2 separate regions of the Zea mays genome follow, and region 2 is linked to region 1. A link is a contact called in public Hi-C data. All regions are on one chromosome and are shown on one strand. Each heading gives the region's core, a stretch centred on a gene start, on an enhancer-like site or on the middle of the called end of the contact. The rest is flanking DNA. Distances are from core to core; before and after follow the strand shown. Region 1 holds the start of LOC100283366 (protein HOTHEAD). Region 2 holds the start of LOC100284449.

The links. Hi-C and Micro-C count contacts between places; a contact is called where the count stands out from the background.
Region 2: a contact with region 1 is called in a Hi-C map of tassel, with 2.1 times the contacts expected there. The contact joins the promoter of LOC100284449 here to the promoter of LOC100283366 in region 1. A contact is called at or near these places in 3 of 25 Hi-C or Micro-C datasets (ear, leaf and tassel).

What each region holds. Positions count from the first base shown.
Region 1 is chr5:203,935,052-203,942,894 of Zm-B73-REFERENCE-NAM-5.0, forward strand. It overlaps LOC100283366 (protein HOTHEAD), which reads left to right and starts at 4,636. Exons shown (of 4, transcript NM_001367101.1): 1 at 4,636-4,757; 2 at 4,877-5,524; 3 at 5,707-6,116; 4 at 6,212-7,005. The coding sequence starts at 4,700. The coding sequence ends at 6,826. LOC100501893 (SPX domain-containing membrane protein) reads left to right here. Exons shown (of 11, transcript NM_001196532.1): 2 at 455-527; 3 at 919-1,039; 4 at 1,156-1,467; 5 at 1,548-1,652; 6 at 1,750-2,201; 7 at 2,286-2,590; 8 at 2,701-2,867; 9 at 2,996-3,186; 10 at 3,305-3,438; 11 at 3,558-4,003. The coding sequence starts at 475. The coding sequence ends at 3,796.
Region 2 is chr5:204,069,237-204,077,079 of Zm-B73-REFERENCE-NAM-5.0, forward strand. It overlaps LOC100284449, which reads left to right and starts at 5,027. Exons shown (of 5, transcript NM_001371996.1): 1 at 5,027-5,584; 2 at 6,524-6,644; 3 at 6,723-6,842; 4 at 7,117-7,347; 5 at 7,440-7,843. The coding sequence starts at 5,130.

The sequences.
Region 1 (7,843 bases), core at 3,386-5,885:
CGTCATAAAGGTGCTTAGCTCTTGGGAGTCCCTAGAGCCGTTTCTGTGTATTAGTGTTACTGTATATCCTGGACAGCGAAGGAGCATCCTAAAGTGGCTTGATTCGGCAATGTCACTAGACGATTCTATGTCACCTTGCTTGCCACGTGCCATATTCTTTTGGATCTGTCTAGAATTTTTTTTGTTATTTTACTTTGCTTTGCCCAGAAACTTCAATGTTATCTTAGGTTCTCGACTGTAAAGTGCCTTTTTGTCCAATTAGTCAGTGGCATGTGGGGCTTTGGGTATTTTTCGCCTTCATGCAGGGTGACCTTTGATCCGCACTTTAGCACTTAAGATGTGTTCTATATTAAATTACGGCAGGGACTTCATTAAGATTTATTGTTCGGTCTTTTTTTTATCTAAGTGCATACAACTCGACTGAAAATAGAGTCATAATAACCATCCTTTTCAGTTTCAGGTGCTGAAACCAAGATGGTTAATTTCGGTAAGAAATTGATGGCAGACCAGTTGGAGGAGTGGCGAGAGTAAGTTGCTTCGGCACTCAGAAAATTTCCAATCACTTTAAGCTATGGTCTCATTATGTAACTAGAGATATGCATACATAGATATTTAGTTAAAATGTCCGTACTGCTGCTCTTACTTTGAACCTTTGAGGTTAGAAATGAAACTGAAGGTTGAACCATCAAGCTATATATAAGGCTCTTTGTTAATTGTGCTATACTGAAATAACAATGAAAATCGAGAAATATAATTGCAGGACTCTTTATATACCCGATAGTTCTGTATACCTAGAGCTCTCTTCAGTTCCACTTCTTATGATACATCATTTTTTCACAATATTAACAAGTTTTTCCTTAAAAATTATCCATAACATTATTCTCTCTCTCTCTCTCTCTCTGTCTCTGCTTTCTACAGGTACTATATTAATTATAAGATGATGAAGAAAAAGGTAAAACAGTATGTACAGCAGACCCAAACTGGTGGAAAAAATCGTGACCAGGTTCTTAAGGAGTTCTCAAGGATGCTTGATGATCAGGTACCATTGAGCTTATCCCCACCCCCACCTCCCAACTAACAACACCAAAATGTCCATCTTCAGTTGCATGGTGCTATCTTACCAACAGCTTGTTCACATAAGCTTCTTTCTCGTAGATTGAAAAGATTGTGCTATTTCTTCTGCAACAACAAGGTCATCTTGCTAGGAGGATCGAGAATTTAGGAGAACAGCGTGTCGTGCTTATGGAACGGTCTGATGTATCCCAAATTTGTCAAATACGCCAGGCTTACAGGGAAGTTGGATATGATCTTGTGAAGCTACTTAGGTTTCTTGATTCGAACGCTACTGGTATCCGGAAGATACTTAAGAAGTTCGATAAGCGCTTTGGCTATAAGTTTACAGATTATTACGTCTCTACTCGAGCAAACCATCCTTATTCTCAGCTCCAGCAGATCTTCAAGCAAGTGGTAAATTATCATGCTACTGCGTCCTTTCTATTTGAAAAAAGGATCATTCTTTTCCTCTAATTGCAGTTCTTGAAATACAGGGAGTCGTGGCTGTTGTTGGTGCTTTGTCTCGCAACCTTTCTTATCTACAAGATCATCAAGGAAGCCTAGCAAATATCTATGATTACCCATCACTCATCTTGAAGGTCTCAGTTTCCTTTTCTACCATGTTAACCATGTAATGTGTTCCCATATGATCTGAACTCTAAAGTCAACATGCTCACCTTTTCTTCTCATTTGCAGGATCCCGTCATAGAACAAATAAATCACTCAGTACAGAAACTCACACACTCCACAAGCTTTCTGCAATTTCTAGGGCAGCATGCACTTATCGTTCCGGGGGATATGCAGAGCGGCTCAGATCTCGGTGATGACAAGGATTACCATTTCCTGTCACTGCTGCTGAACCTAGTAAACACGTTTCTGTACATGGTTAACACATACATCATCGTTCCAACTGCCGATGACTATTCAGTAAGCCTCGGAGCTGCAGCGACTGTTTGCGGTGTGATTATCGGATCAATGGCAGTTGCACAAATCTTCTCCTCGGTATATTTCAGTGCCTGGTCGAACAGATCGTACTTCAGACCCCTCGTATTTAGCTGCATCATGTTGTTTCTGGGGAACCTATTGTATGCTTTGGCATACGATCTGAATTCCCTAACTGTTCTTATTGCTGGCCGGCTACTGTGCGGGTATAGTCACTATTATCTCCTTGTTTTTTTTTCTCGGTAGAAATCAGAAACTGACGTTTGATTAAATTTGGCAATCATCTGCAGTTTGGGTTCGGCCAGAGCCGTGAACCGCCGCTACATCAGCGACTGTGTACCCCTGAAAACCAGGCTGCAGGCGTCGGCTGGGTTTGTCAGCGCTAGCGCTCTTGGAATGGCATGTGGTCCCGCTCTTGCCGGTCTGCTGCAGACAAAGTTTAAGATTTATGGGCTTACATTCAATCAGAACACCTTGCCTGGGTGGGTCATGTGCCTTGCTTGGATTGCATATTTGTTCTGGCTGTGGATTTCATTCAAAGAGCCGGGCCACATTGCCACAGAGAATTCAGTCAGCACGCAATCATCTGATTCTGGTAAGCTCTTTTTACTTTGCGTGATTTAGAAAAAAACGCGACTCTTATCGCTGTCAGGAAGCATATGCTTTCAAAACGTGGCCTTACACAGTTTCTCGCGGTCAAAACAGGCCGTCGAGTAAGCGGTAACTTGGAGGGTGGCCTCGGAGAGCCTTTGCTCATAGACGCAAAGGCAGGGCAGGATGAGGACGACGAGGACAATGACGACCCCGAAGAATCTCATACACCTGCCACATCGCTTGCTGCAGCATACAGATTGCTGACACCATCTGTGAAGGTTCCATACTCTACCAATTTTTTTTTCCAGATGTTTTGCCCTTTACTATCATGGACACACGGTGCGTCACCTCCTCACCGTTTCCTCTGCATATATTAGCTTCACGTCTGTTCTCTGAAACTTCTCAGGTTCAGCTACTGATCTACTTCATGCTCAAGTTCGCCATGGAAATCCTACTCTCGGAGTCGAGTGTCGTGACCACGTTCTATTTCAAGTGGACAACTAGTACCGTGGCGATCTTTCTGGCAGTTCTTGGTCTGACGGTTCTCCCAGTTAATGTCATCGTTGGGAGCTACGTCACCAACCTGTTCCAGGACAGGTACGTGCATGATGTTCGTTATTCGCTTACTCTGAAAGCCGGACCGGAGAGACCATCAGACCAACCCGCGTTTTGCTAATCCTGCACTTGTTTTCTTTTTCTTGCTCAACTACCAAAGGCAAATCCTGGTGGCCTCCGAGATCATGGTGTTGATCGGCATCGTCATGAGCTTCTGCTTCACCCCTCACTACTCCGTCCCCCAGTATGTCACGTCAGCTCTCATCACGTTCGTGTTCGCCGAGGTGCTCGAAGGTAAGTGGCGACTGCAGAACTTTGAAGCTGCGCGCGGTGTTTTTCAAGTAGTCATCATCCCCCCCCCCCCCCCCCCCCCCCCCACGTGTCTCTGACCGCCTGTGAGCAATGCGTTGCAGGGGTGAACTTGTCCCTCCTCTCCCGCGTGATGTCGTCGAGGCTCTCCCGCGGGACCTACAACGGCGGGCTGCTCTCGACGGAGGCCGGCACGCTGGCCCGCGTTGCCGCTGACATGACCATCACGGCCGCTGGCTATCTGGGGCAGGGCCGCCTCCTGAACGCCACCCTCCTGCCGTCCTTGGTGATCTGTCTAGCATCTATCGTCGCGACGTTCTGCACTTACAACTCACTCTACTGATTACCGGTCGATGAACTCCTCTCCCTCTTATACAAGTTGCCGAATTGCGTCTTGCAGTGACGCTGAAAATTTTCGGGCTGCTGCTGCTAATGTAAACTGCTGCGGCCTGCGGGTGGACGAGCGGTCCATGTGTATCGACGCCTGTAGTGTTGCGAACTTGCTACGGCTGTAACATGACACGTGCGCGTTAAATAAAATGCCCTACTGAAGTACCCTGTCATCGCTCCTCATGTGTCGGCCCAGCCCAACAATTGCATTACCAGGAAGGCAGGAAGAGCTCTCGTCCTCGGACTGCAAGAATCCTGTCCTCACCCCCACATCGCCTTCCTGCTATTCTCCCCTTCGGTTGCTGACATGGCAAGTTCAAAATTGCCGTTAGGGTTTCAAGTTCAGAAATTCATTTGCCAGATTCCTTGAATAGGATATACTAGCACTGAACACCATACATGTTTGAGTGTTGATGCGAGGCACCGCGCGAACACAAGGTTGTTGCGTAATTGTGCAACCAAGTAAAAAAAAAGCCGCTGGCAGTTCTTCCCGACGGGTTGTTGAGGCCTTTCTTTCCTCACACTCATGGCATGCTCGGTGAAGCTGTGCAAAATCAAATGTTTATTTTGCCTATGGACAACTACGACTCGCCAGGAGGAGACTTCCGAGGAGAGAGTGACACAAAGGCTGCGGACCATTGAGACCAAAAGAGCCGGTGTGTCAGCTCAAACCGCAACAAACAAACAAACTACCAACTCACCCCAAGAACAGTTTCTTCAGCAACCTCTGATTGCTTGCTAGTAGTATATAAGCACACGAACCTCTGAGAGTTGACACCATCATCACACTCGAAACCCAACAGCTTCCTTCCTGGCGATCCAATTAACGGCTTCTCTTCTGAGCTCAGCACGAACAATGGCCACCATCCTCACCGTCGCAAGCTTCTTCGCACTTGTGTGCATCTCTCAACAAGGTGACCGCTCGTCTTCTAGTTTCTAATGTCAGAGTCGCTCGTCACTGTTGCACCTTGCACGTTGTGCCTGACTGACGACTCTTCACTCCTTTTGTGACGCGTGCGTGCGTGCGTGGCAGCGCGGGCTGCGAACTACACGTTCATGAAGGACGCGGTGCACGCGCCGCGGACGGGCTTCTACGACTACATCATAGTCGGCGGCGGCACGGCGGGCTGCCCGCTGGCGGCCACCCTGTCGGCCCGCGCGCGGGTGCTGCTGCTGGAGCGCGGGGGCTCTCCGTACGAGGACGCGCGCGTCCTGAACATGGCCCACTTCTCGGACGTGCTGGCGGACACGTCGGCGTCGTCCCCGTCGCAGCGGTTCGTGTCGGAGGACGGCGTGATCAACTCCCGCCCGCGCGTGCTGGGCGGCGGCAGCTGCATCAACGCCGGCTTCTTCACGCGCGCCGGCGCGGGCTACGTCAGGGCCGCCGGCTGGGACCCCAGGGAGGTGCGGGCGGCGTACCGGTGGGTGGAGGACGTGGTCGCGTTCCGCCCGGCGCTGGGCCCGTGGCAGGCCGCCGTGCGGATGGGCCTGCTGGAGACCGGCGTGCTGCCGGACAACGGGGCCACGTACGACCACATCCCGGGGACAAAGGTCGGCGGCTCCATCTTCGACGCCGACGGCCGCCGGCACACGGCGGCGGACTTGCTCCGGTACGCCAACCCGGACGGCATCGACCTGTACCTCCGGGCGAGAGTGGCCAAGATCTTGTTCCGTTTCAAAGGTATAATTGAAATGCCAAATCCGGTAATATTTGTTATTAAAGAATAAAGAGCGAGTGAGTGTAACGGTATTAAGGAACGGTTGCAGGTAAATGTAACTGTAGTACCTGTCTGTGGCGTCTTTGTCGGCGTCACGCGCTTTGGAGGGCGGAGAACTGATCGGCGCGCCAATATTTCGTTGCAGGAACCAAGCCGGTGGCGGACGGCGTTGTGTACTACGACTCGCGAGGCAACACTCACGAGGCGTACCTCAGCCCCGGCGCCGCCAGCGAGGTCATCCTGTCGGCGGGGGCGCTGGGCAGCCCGCAGCAGCTGATGCTCAGCGGCATCGGCCCGGCCGACCACCTCCGCTCGCTCGGCATCGACGTGATCCTGGACCTGCCGGGCGTGGGGCAGGGCATGTCAGATAACCCCATGAACGCCATCTACGTGCCGTCGCCGTCGCCGGTGGAGGTGTCGCTGATCCAGGTGGTCGGGATCACCCGGTTCGGCAGCTACATCGAGGGCGCCAGCGGGGCCAACTGGAACAGCCACCCCTCGGGCACGCAGCCTCCTCCTCCTCCTCCTCGGAACTTCGGCATGTTCTCTCCGCAGGTAAACGTTCGCTCTCCCCCTACTAGTGCTTTTATACGGATCAGACAGAGGTGCACAATGGACATGGAGTAGAGACGTGTGTTTGTCGCTCGCAGACGGGGCAGCTCGCGACGGTGCCGCCCAAGGAGCGGACGCCGGAGGCCATCGCGCGCGCCGTGGAGGCCATGAGCCAGGTCCCCGACGCGGCGCTCCGGGGCGGGTTCATCCTGGAGAAGGTGCTGGGCCCGCAGTCCGTGGGCCAGCTGGCGCTCCGCAACCTGAACCCCGACGACAACCCTTCGGTGCGGTTCAACTACTTCGCGCACCCGGACGACCTCCGCCGCTGCGTCGCGGGCATCGCCGCCATCGAGCGGGTGATCCGCTCCAGGGCCTTCTCGCGGTTCACCTACCAAAACTTCGCGTTCCCGGCCGCGCTCAACGTCACGGCCGAGTTCCCCGTGAACACGCTGTACCGGCGCGGCGGCGACCCCAGGGCGCTGGAGCGGTTCTGCAGGGACACAGTGATGACCATCTGGCACTACCACGGCGGGTGCCAGGTCGGCCGGGTCGTGGACCGCGACTACAGGGTGCTCGGCGTCGACGCCCTCCGCGTCATCGACGGCTCCACGTTCAACGCCTCGCCGGGCACCAACCCGCAGGCCACGGTCATGATGCTCGGCAGGTACATGGGCGTCAAGCTCTTGAAGGAGAGGATGCTTCTGGAAGGATGAAGCAGAAAAAGGCCTAGTCTCACTCACATCTCTACATCTCTACAGGGTGCGTTTAACCTTGAAGATTCTTTTAGTGGCGATCGTACAAGTTAATTGGAGATGCTAATTGTAATGGATGAATTCCACACCGATTAATTTGCACAAAATGTGGATGGTATAATTCAGCACATCGTTCACTTCGTTGTCTCAGTCGAACTCTACTGCAAAGCTCCAGCTAACCAAGACTAACAGCACAGAAAAATTGTAAGCATCACGCAAAGACTTATGGAAGCAGGGTTGTCTAGGAACCCACAAATAAGTTTAGGTTTTGAGATTTTATAAAAAAAACATGTAAAAAGCTAATATATTTACGAGTTCCCTAATAAATTAACATGTCTGTGTCCTATCGAAACTGAGAGCCACCAGTTTCTAAAGTAGTCTACGTATTTATGAGAATTCGATCTGAGATTCTGATCCGTGCTTGTCGGCAAGACCGCACGAAGCTATGAACCGTGCATGAAGTAGTAGCAGGACATAGTAGTAGTCATTTTTCGCCGCCCACAAAAATCGGTCTCCAAAGGGTCAAAAATCTGTCAAAAAACTGTGCGAGGATTAGGACGGGATAAAATATTCATTGCTCGTGAGCTAGCTTGATTTATAATTAACTCGACATGAGCTCTGAAAGATTAACAGAGGGCTTGAAGCGTACACTTTATCTCGTGCCGTCTGCATGTTTATATAGGCTAGGAATAGCTCCTAAACGTAGCTTACACAAAGGAAAGGGAAGATCCAGAATCATCTTCACAGTGACAAAGTGCACGCTTCAAGCCCTCTAATAATCTTTCATGGTAATCAGAGCCTACACTTAGATCTAATCCAATCAAACCTCCACCATGTCAACACCCTATTCCACCGTCGCCATCAATCCCCTGGCCGGCCAAGGAGTCTCCGAGAAGCTGACGAAGGCCAACTTCGCGCTATGGCGCATGCAAGTTCTCGCAGTTGTGAGGGGCGCGCGCGTGGAAGGTTTCCTCATAG
Region 2 (7,843 bases), core at 3,777-6,276, 130 kb after region 1:
TGGTCTGGCGCACCGGACTGTCCGGTGTGCCACCGGACATGTCCGGTGCACCAAAGGACTCCAGTGCGAACTCGTCGCCTTCGGGAAATTCCAGAGGCAACTCCGTTATAATTCACCGGATTGTCCGGTGTACACCGGACAGTGTCCGGTGCTCCAAGGAAGAGCGGCCTCCGGAACTCGCCAGCTTCGGGAATTCGCAACGGCTGCTCCGCTATAATTCATCGGACATGTCCGGTGTACACCGGACTGTCCGGTGTAACTGCGGGGCAACGACTACTTCGCGCCAACGGTCACCTGCAACGGCAATTAATGCGCGCCAGAGCGCGCAGAAGTCAGGCACGCGCGTAGTGGCGCACCGGACACTCTACAGTACATGTCCGGTGCGCCACCGAACATCCAGGCGGGCCCAGAAGACAGAGCTCCAACGGTCGGAACCCAACGGTTTTGGTGACGTGGCTGGCGCACCGGACATGTCCGGTGTGCACCGGACTGTCCGGTGCACCATGCGACAGTCAGCCCCACCAAACGACTAGTTTGGTGTTGGTGGTTGGGGCTATAAATATCCCCAACCACCCACCATTCATGGCATCCAAGTTTTCCACTTCTCAACCACTTACAAGAGCTAGGCATTCAATTCTAGACACACCAAAGAGATCAAATCCTCTCCAATTCCACACAAGGCTTTAGTGATTAGCGAGAGAGATTTGCCGTGTTCTTTTGAGCTCTTGCGCTTGGATTGTTTCTTTTCTTTCTCACTTGTTCTTGTGATCAAAACTCCATTGTAATCAAGGCAAGAGGCACCAATTGTGTGGTGGCCCTTGCGGGGAAGTTTTGTTCCCGGTTTTGATTTGAGAAGAGAAGCTCACTCGGTCCGAGGGACCGTTTGAGAGAGGGTAAGGGTTGAAAGAGACCCGGCCTTTGTGGCCTCCTCAACGGGGAGTAGGTTTGCAAGAACCGAACCTCGGTAAAACAAATCCGCGTGTCACACTCTTCATTTGCTTGCAATTTGTTTTGTGCCCTCTCTCTCGGACTCGTTATTATTTCTAACGCTAACCCAGCTTGTAGTTGTGATTAATTTTGTAAATTTCAGTTTCGCCCTATTCACCCCCCTCTAGGCGACTATCAGAGGGTCTAATTGTACTTGGCAGAGCCGGACGATTCCTCAGTTACCTATAAATACTCCTGCACTGTGCCGATGCGGGGGACGAAGAAAAAACATTGTTGCCCTAATGCTTTGTGTTTAGTAGCATCAAACTGTCTCCACTCTTTCATCGTTGGATTTTGTTGTCCCTGAATTAGCAAGTTCCAACATTTGGTGCCCACCGTTCGTGCTACGACAAAGCATCCCCGCGATGGCACCCAAGAGAGCAAGTTCGAAGGTCGTCGCTTCCGTCAACGACGCGGCGGCTAAGGTAAGGAGGCCGACACACGCAACTCTTGATCTGTCGTATTGTTGTTGCCTCGTCTAGCACCGTAGCATTGAGGGTGGCAGGTAGTGTGCTCCGTTGAAGGCGCTATAGGAGCTTTGTATCCTCTAAAATGTGAATAGTTATGGAGGAGAGTGAAGCGTTGAAGAAAGTCTCGGTGAGTGTTGAAGGAGGGTGTAGCCGGTTATTTTGATGCATGCGAGAATATTATGATTTGCACGTGTGTGCACCCAATTGCATGCTCTATCAGTCTGATTGGTTGCCCGTATCAACTCATCTCGGACCATCGCATGCGTTGATTTTGTTTGAGCTTATGTTTGGTTGACTGTACGTGGTAGACGCAGGTTGCATGAGTGGATGCAAAACAAGTCATTTTAAGGTTATTAACCTGCATCCGTCTGTACGCCCAAAACTACGGTATCCGGTCCAGCCGGCCAGGGCGCGCCCAGCCTGTCCATACGCGCGCAGCTATCCAATCAAGCCCTATATAAACGAGAATTGCAATGACATGATTTCTACTAGTTGAATAATAATGTTAGTTTTAAGAGCATGTTTGGAACAACTCCAGCTCTAACAAATTTGATGAATTTAGTGGAGCAGGTTATTAGCTGCTCCAGAAAATCGTGGAGCTTGGGTTGTAAGTCTTTATAATAAATTTAAATAAATCATTTTTATTATTTAGATTCAAAATATTTTTAAATTTTTAAAAATTAATATCATAAACTACATCTATATAATGTAGTTGGAACCTGGAACCATCCCAAACAACTTATTAGTACCATGACATATGTGTACTGAATTGCATATTTCAGATACATCCAAAATTGTAAAGTTAAATAGTAATGTTAGCTTTTAGTACGGTAAGTGTTGTAATGATATTAACGTTGTTAACCGAACAAAAGCAAAGGAGTACTGAAAGACCGAGAAAGCTCATCCAAACTGCTATAGGCTCCTTTTAAACTACGAGAGAGTACACAGCAGGCACCTATGCTGATATATTGTTAGGAGTTAGGTCGTTCCTAACCAGAAGTTAGACGGTTCCTAGTGTGCCAACTAAGCAAAATGCTGATGTGTTGCTGTCGATATAGAAAAATATATATATCGAAACGAGAAACAAAACGCAAAGAGAAAAGTTAGATGATTAAATGAATATTTCATCTCTAGAAAGTATCTATTAAAAATATAGTTTTTAGATAGTATTTAGATTAATTAGGAAGCACAGAAACTATTGTACCACTATTGTACGCCTTTTATAGCACAGTGGAAGTCAGCAGGTCTACGTGCTCGTCCTGTCCTCCCTGACTACTGTACTATCGTCTATGGCAACCCAACTTGTAGCAGGTAGGTCATCATGGCATCATGAATATCGAATTTGTACTGGTCATGCTCCATGTGTTTTTTAAATTATAATTTATTGATAAAGTATTTCAAATCCGACCACAAATAGAATAAAATAATAATATTTAAATATCAAACGAGTACCGTTTTTATAGTATGCCTATTCGATTATATTTTTGTATTTTTATTTAATAATTTGGTTCAATTTAAAAGTCTTCAAGCAAATTAAAACAAGCTTTAGAACTGTCGGAGTACAATGTAACTGTCCCGGAGGGGTCTCGACCGTTTTGGCCTCTCACTCTAGCTACCATCAGCGCACGTCCAATTCCATTCCAGCAACACCTTTTTTTTTCTTCGGTGACCACAGGTCATAACGATGAGTCATAATATAGTACTACGCAGTATCAATGTCAGCGCGTACGTGTAGTACGGAATACAGTACTAAACCACAGCTATCCATGGGGCGTACGATGGATTGGGGGCATTATTGTTGCTGCCAATCCTACCGCACAAGAGCCATGCATGGGCTCCACAGTAGTAGTACATACTACTGACCATATGTATTTCAGTATTTGTATTGTTAAGGGGTGTTTGGTTCTGTGGACTAAAGTTTAGCCCGGGTCACATCAAGCGTTTGACTTTTAAGTAGGAGTATGAAATATAGACCCAACCAACTGTACTAGATTCGTCTCACTTTTTAATCTTCGGCTGAGAAATTAGTTTTATAATCCGACTACATTTAATACCCGAACGGAAGTTCAAACATTCGATGTGGTAGAGGCTAAATTTTAGCAGGGGCAAACCAAACACCCCCTTAGTTTAGGCTATCCGCAACCGTTACCTCTAAATTTTTCCCCCTATATCACTTTCCCCCCCTATTTCCCCCCCCTATTTTTTCATCTCCCGCAGCGGTTCCCCCTAAATACTCCCTCTATACCCCACTACCACTATAAAATATCATTTTCTATACCAACTATCAATTTTTTATCTACTAACAATTACTCGTGGACCCACAGCACAGTGTTTAGGGTGATGAACAGTGACACGCTAGATCTGGGGGGAGAGAGAAGGAGACCGACACGTAGGGGGCGCTGTAGGGGGCACCGCTGCGACCATAGGGTGCCCCCTACAGCCGACATGCGAGGGGAGGGGGCGCGGTAGCGTTCACCGTTGCGCTCAGTCTTACCATGAGATGCGATGGTGCGTGAGCCACGAGGTGAACGACCCTAGAACTAGCCCATGCTTTAATCCGTATCAACTTCTGTTGTTTTTATAATGTTTATTTGTCTCTATAGATTATAGTTTAAATAGTTAATTTTAATTCAGTGCCGGCTCCACGACACATGAATCGTAGCGTCGTAGGGCAATAAGAGCCGTTTGTAGGACGCTAGAACTGTAGAAGATAGTAAGCTAAAAAAAAACTAATGATTTGGAGAAATCTAACCATCTGTGTTTCTTTATATATAGCCAAATCTTCTAGTGCCTTTACAAGTCTGTTTAGAAAGATGATTTTTGGACCTGCAATGTTACTATATATATACAATATAAACCTTTCTAGACAAATCTTTCTGTTCCAAGTACGCAGTTAACTAAAATTTCTCTCTTCTGGTTCACTCGTTTCCTAGGCACCCAACACTGGCCCAGCTGCTGGAAGCAACAAGCAAGGCAGCCGCCTCTTTTCAACGTCACCAGCATCATTAAAGATTATAAGATATCATAATCCCAGTGCTGACTGACTGGCCCTCTCTTTTAGACCTGTTTAGATTTATTATTATCGGCTAATAATTAACTAGCTAATAACTCATATTTAATGATATAGTTAGCTAACTATTAACTGAAGTGTGTTTAGAACTGATAACAGATGCTACTAGGATAACTATTAGCTACTATAATCGGATTTTTTTAACTAGTGAGATAGTTATTACCTAGAGGTTCAGTTAACAATTACCTATTTTTATTACTTGTACATGTTGAGATAACAAAGGTAATTATTAACAATTAGTTATTTTATTAGCTATATATTTTAGATCTAAAAGCGATAACTACTAGCATATTACTATTATATATAGGCATCTGAACAGGGTCTTAATCCATCTATTTTATTTGAGGCTAGGATGCAGTCAAAAGCACCATCCGGACGGAAACAAGCAAGCGGCTGATCCAACGACCAGCCGCAAGGAATGAACTGGTTGCCTTTGCCTGTTGTATAAACTAGCAGTAACCACTATGGCACTATCCATTAACCAGACACAGCGTCCAGCCAGGCTTTTGCCTACAAAACAACGCACCACGCCGCCGCCGCTCGCCGCCCACTTCTCTCCCACCTTCCCTCCACTCTTTTGCCTGTCGCGGGGTTAGAATCCCATGGCGCTGTCGTCCGAGATCCGCTTCGGCCACCAGATCCCCCTATCCCACTGCGACACTGACTCCTACGAGGAGGAGGAAGAGGAGGAAGGAGAGGAAGAGGAAGACGAGGAGGAGGAGTTCGAGGGGGAGGAGGAGGAGGAGGAGATGGATGAGGTGACGGTTTCGTCTCCGCTGATGCTTCCGGCAACGGAGGCCAGGGGAGGGGTGTCCGTGGTCGAGATGGTGACGGGGGCGCTCCGGAGGTCGCTCATGCTGTGCAGCAGCAGCGCCGGCGCCGGCGTGCGCGAGCCGGAGCAGGAGGAGGACGGGGCGACTCCCCCGGGTGGTATGCAGATAGGGGGACCAACGGATGTGCGGCACGTCTCGCACGTCACCTTCGACCGCTTCGTTGGCTTCCTCGGCCTCCCCGCTGACCTCGAGCCCGACGTGCCTCGCCCCGTGCCGAGCGCCAGGTCAGTGTTCCAACACCTTTTACTCCCCATTTGTTTGATCTGTCTATGCGCATCGTTTCCTGCCCGGGATTCCCAGGCAATTTTGTGGGTGAACTCTGCGACTGGGATCCGCCCCTAGAAATTTGGAATTTGGTGTCTGGTTGAACTGAATTTTGCGTTGTTCTGACGTTAAAGTTAAGTTGTCCAACAGCGCTGCCTATACATGTCACTCTACGTTAAGCTCACTTGGGTGAATCAGGAGTTCTGGACATGTTAGATACGTATATGAATCTGGAGTTCTCGACATAGATACGTATGTTAGGTAGGTGTTGGGCTGGTGAGCGGCACGCCACTGTATTGCCTGCCGTGCCTCCGACAAGCCGAGCTAGCAGCTCGTAGTCTGCCACGGCGAGGTCGGCGTGCCCTGTCTGGCCCGATCAAAATACTGCCGTGCCTGACCCTGCCCGTGTAGGCACGGGGCGCCTATTCGCCACCTAACTGAACAAAGATGCCACAGTACGATAGATGTTTAGCTTTCGGGATTACATAGGATGAGCCGATGATGCTGTTGCTTTGTGATCGTGACCTCATTTACAGGACAACTGCTGTTTCCAAGGCTGACATGACCAAGTTCAACTACTGGGGAATATTCTAAAGTGCTTTTCCTGTGGGAAATTGGTCTGTTTGTACTTGCGATGGAGTGGGATATTGTGTTGCTCCGTCCTTTTTAGTTTTCTATATTCATTTCCTGGCAGGGAAAGGTACTTGAGTTTATTAGCGGTTTTGTTTAGTTAGTGTTTATCTGTTGCAGTGTCCTGGTATCCATAGCCTTTGAGTTGCACTTGTGTTTACGACAAATAGTTGTTTGTTTTTCCTCGACGCACGTTGAATCCTGAACGTCCATATTTCCTGAAGCCTAGCTGTATTTAGGTTTACTGAATGGTTTATTTCTGCATACAGTGTGAGCGTATTTGGAGTTTCACCAACTTCCATGCAGTGCTCGTATGATAGAAGAGGAAACAGTGTGCCAACTATACTCTTGACTATGCAAAAGAAGTTATATTCACTTGGGGGTCTTCAGGTAACAGATCCCAAAATTCTGAAATCAGAGTGGCAGCATTGGTACTGGTTGTTCTGATTTTTTTTCTTGTTCTAACAGGCTGAAGGGATATTCAGGATAAATGCAGACAATAGCCAGGAACTATATGTGAGGGATCAACTAAACAGGGGGATTGTTCCAGATGGTGTTGATTTGCACTGCCTTGCCGGACTGATGAAGGTTTGTTCGAGTGTTTACCTTTGAATTTTTTTTCTTCCTTTTGCATCGCCTTTGTTTTATTAACGTAACAAACTTTTGCATATACGCATTAGCAGTGTCATTGTCTAAAATTTAAAGATTCCTTAAGTCTTTAAATATGTTCATTGAGACACACCCAATAATCAGTACACCGATCAGTACGAAGCACAAACTATAGCTCGGCAGATTAAGATTCCTTTTCATTTAGCTTCTCGTCTACATTAGTCATCATTAATGTATGTGTTGCTGATTATAGGCATGGTTCCGGGAACTTCCAAGTGGAGTACTGGACTCGTTGACTCCAGAACAAGTGATGCACTGCAACACTGAAGAAGAGTGTAGCCATCTTGCAAGCACCCTACCTCCTGTCGAAGCAGCATTGCTTGAATGGGCCATCAGTCTCATGGCAGATGTCGTGGAAAACGAAAGCTACAACAAGATGAACGCTCGCAACATCGCTATGGTTTTCGCACCGAATATGACCAAGGTTACTGACAAGCATATTTGTTTCTCTCAGCGTACCTTTTTTCTCTCTCTTCAAAATCCGTAGTCTAACCACGGAGCATTCATCCCTTTCAGATGGCGGACCCCTTGACTGCTTTGATACATGCCGTTCAAGTGATGAATTTCCTCAAGACATTGATCTTGAGAACTGTAAAAGAAAGGGAGGAGGCTGCTAAAGTAGCCAGGGCGTTCCCATCGAGCTCTGGTTCCCCGAGCGACAAAGATGAGCCTCAAACTGTAGAACAGTTGGACATGCTCTTCGTCTGTTCAAGTCAGCAAAATGTAGAGTATCCTATGGTTGATGAGGCTAAGTTTGACCAGTTCCTTTTTAGAGTGGAAGAAGCTCTTCACCATGAGACGCAAGGCAGCACAGATGGACCCAAGAATCATGACAGCGGTAGAGGTGACCAGAGAAGTAACAGTGAGATCACTCCATTGGACACCGGTTTGACCGGCCAAAATGAGTTCAGTAACAACAG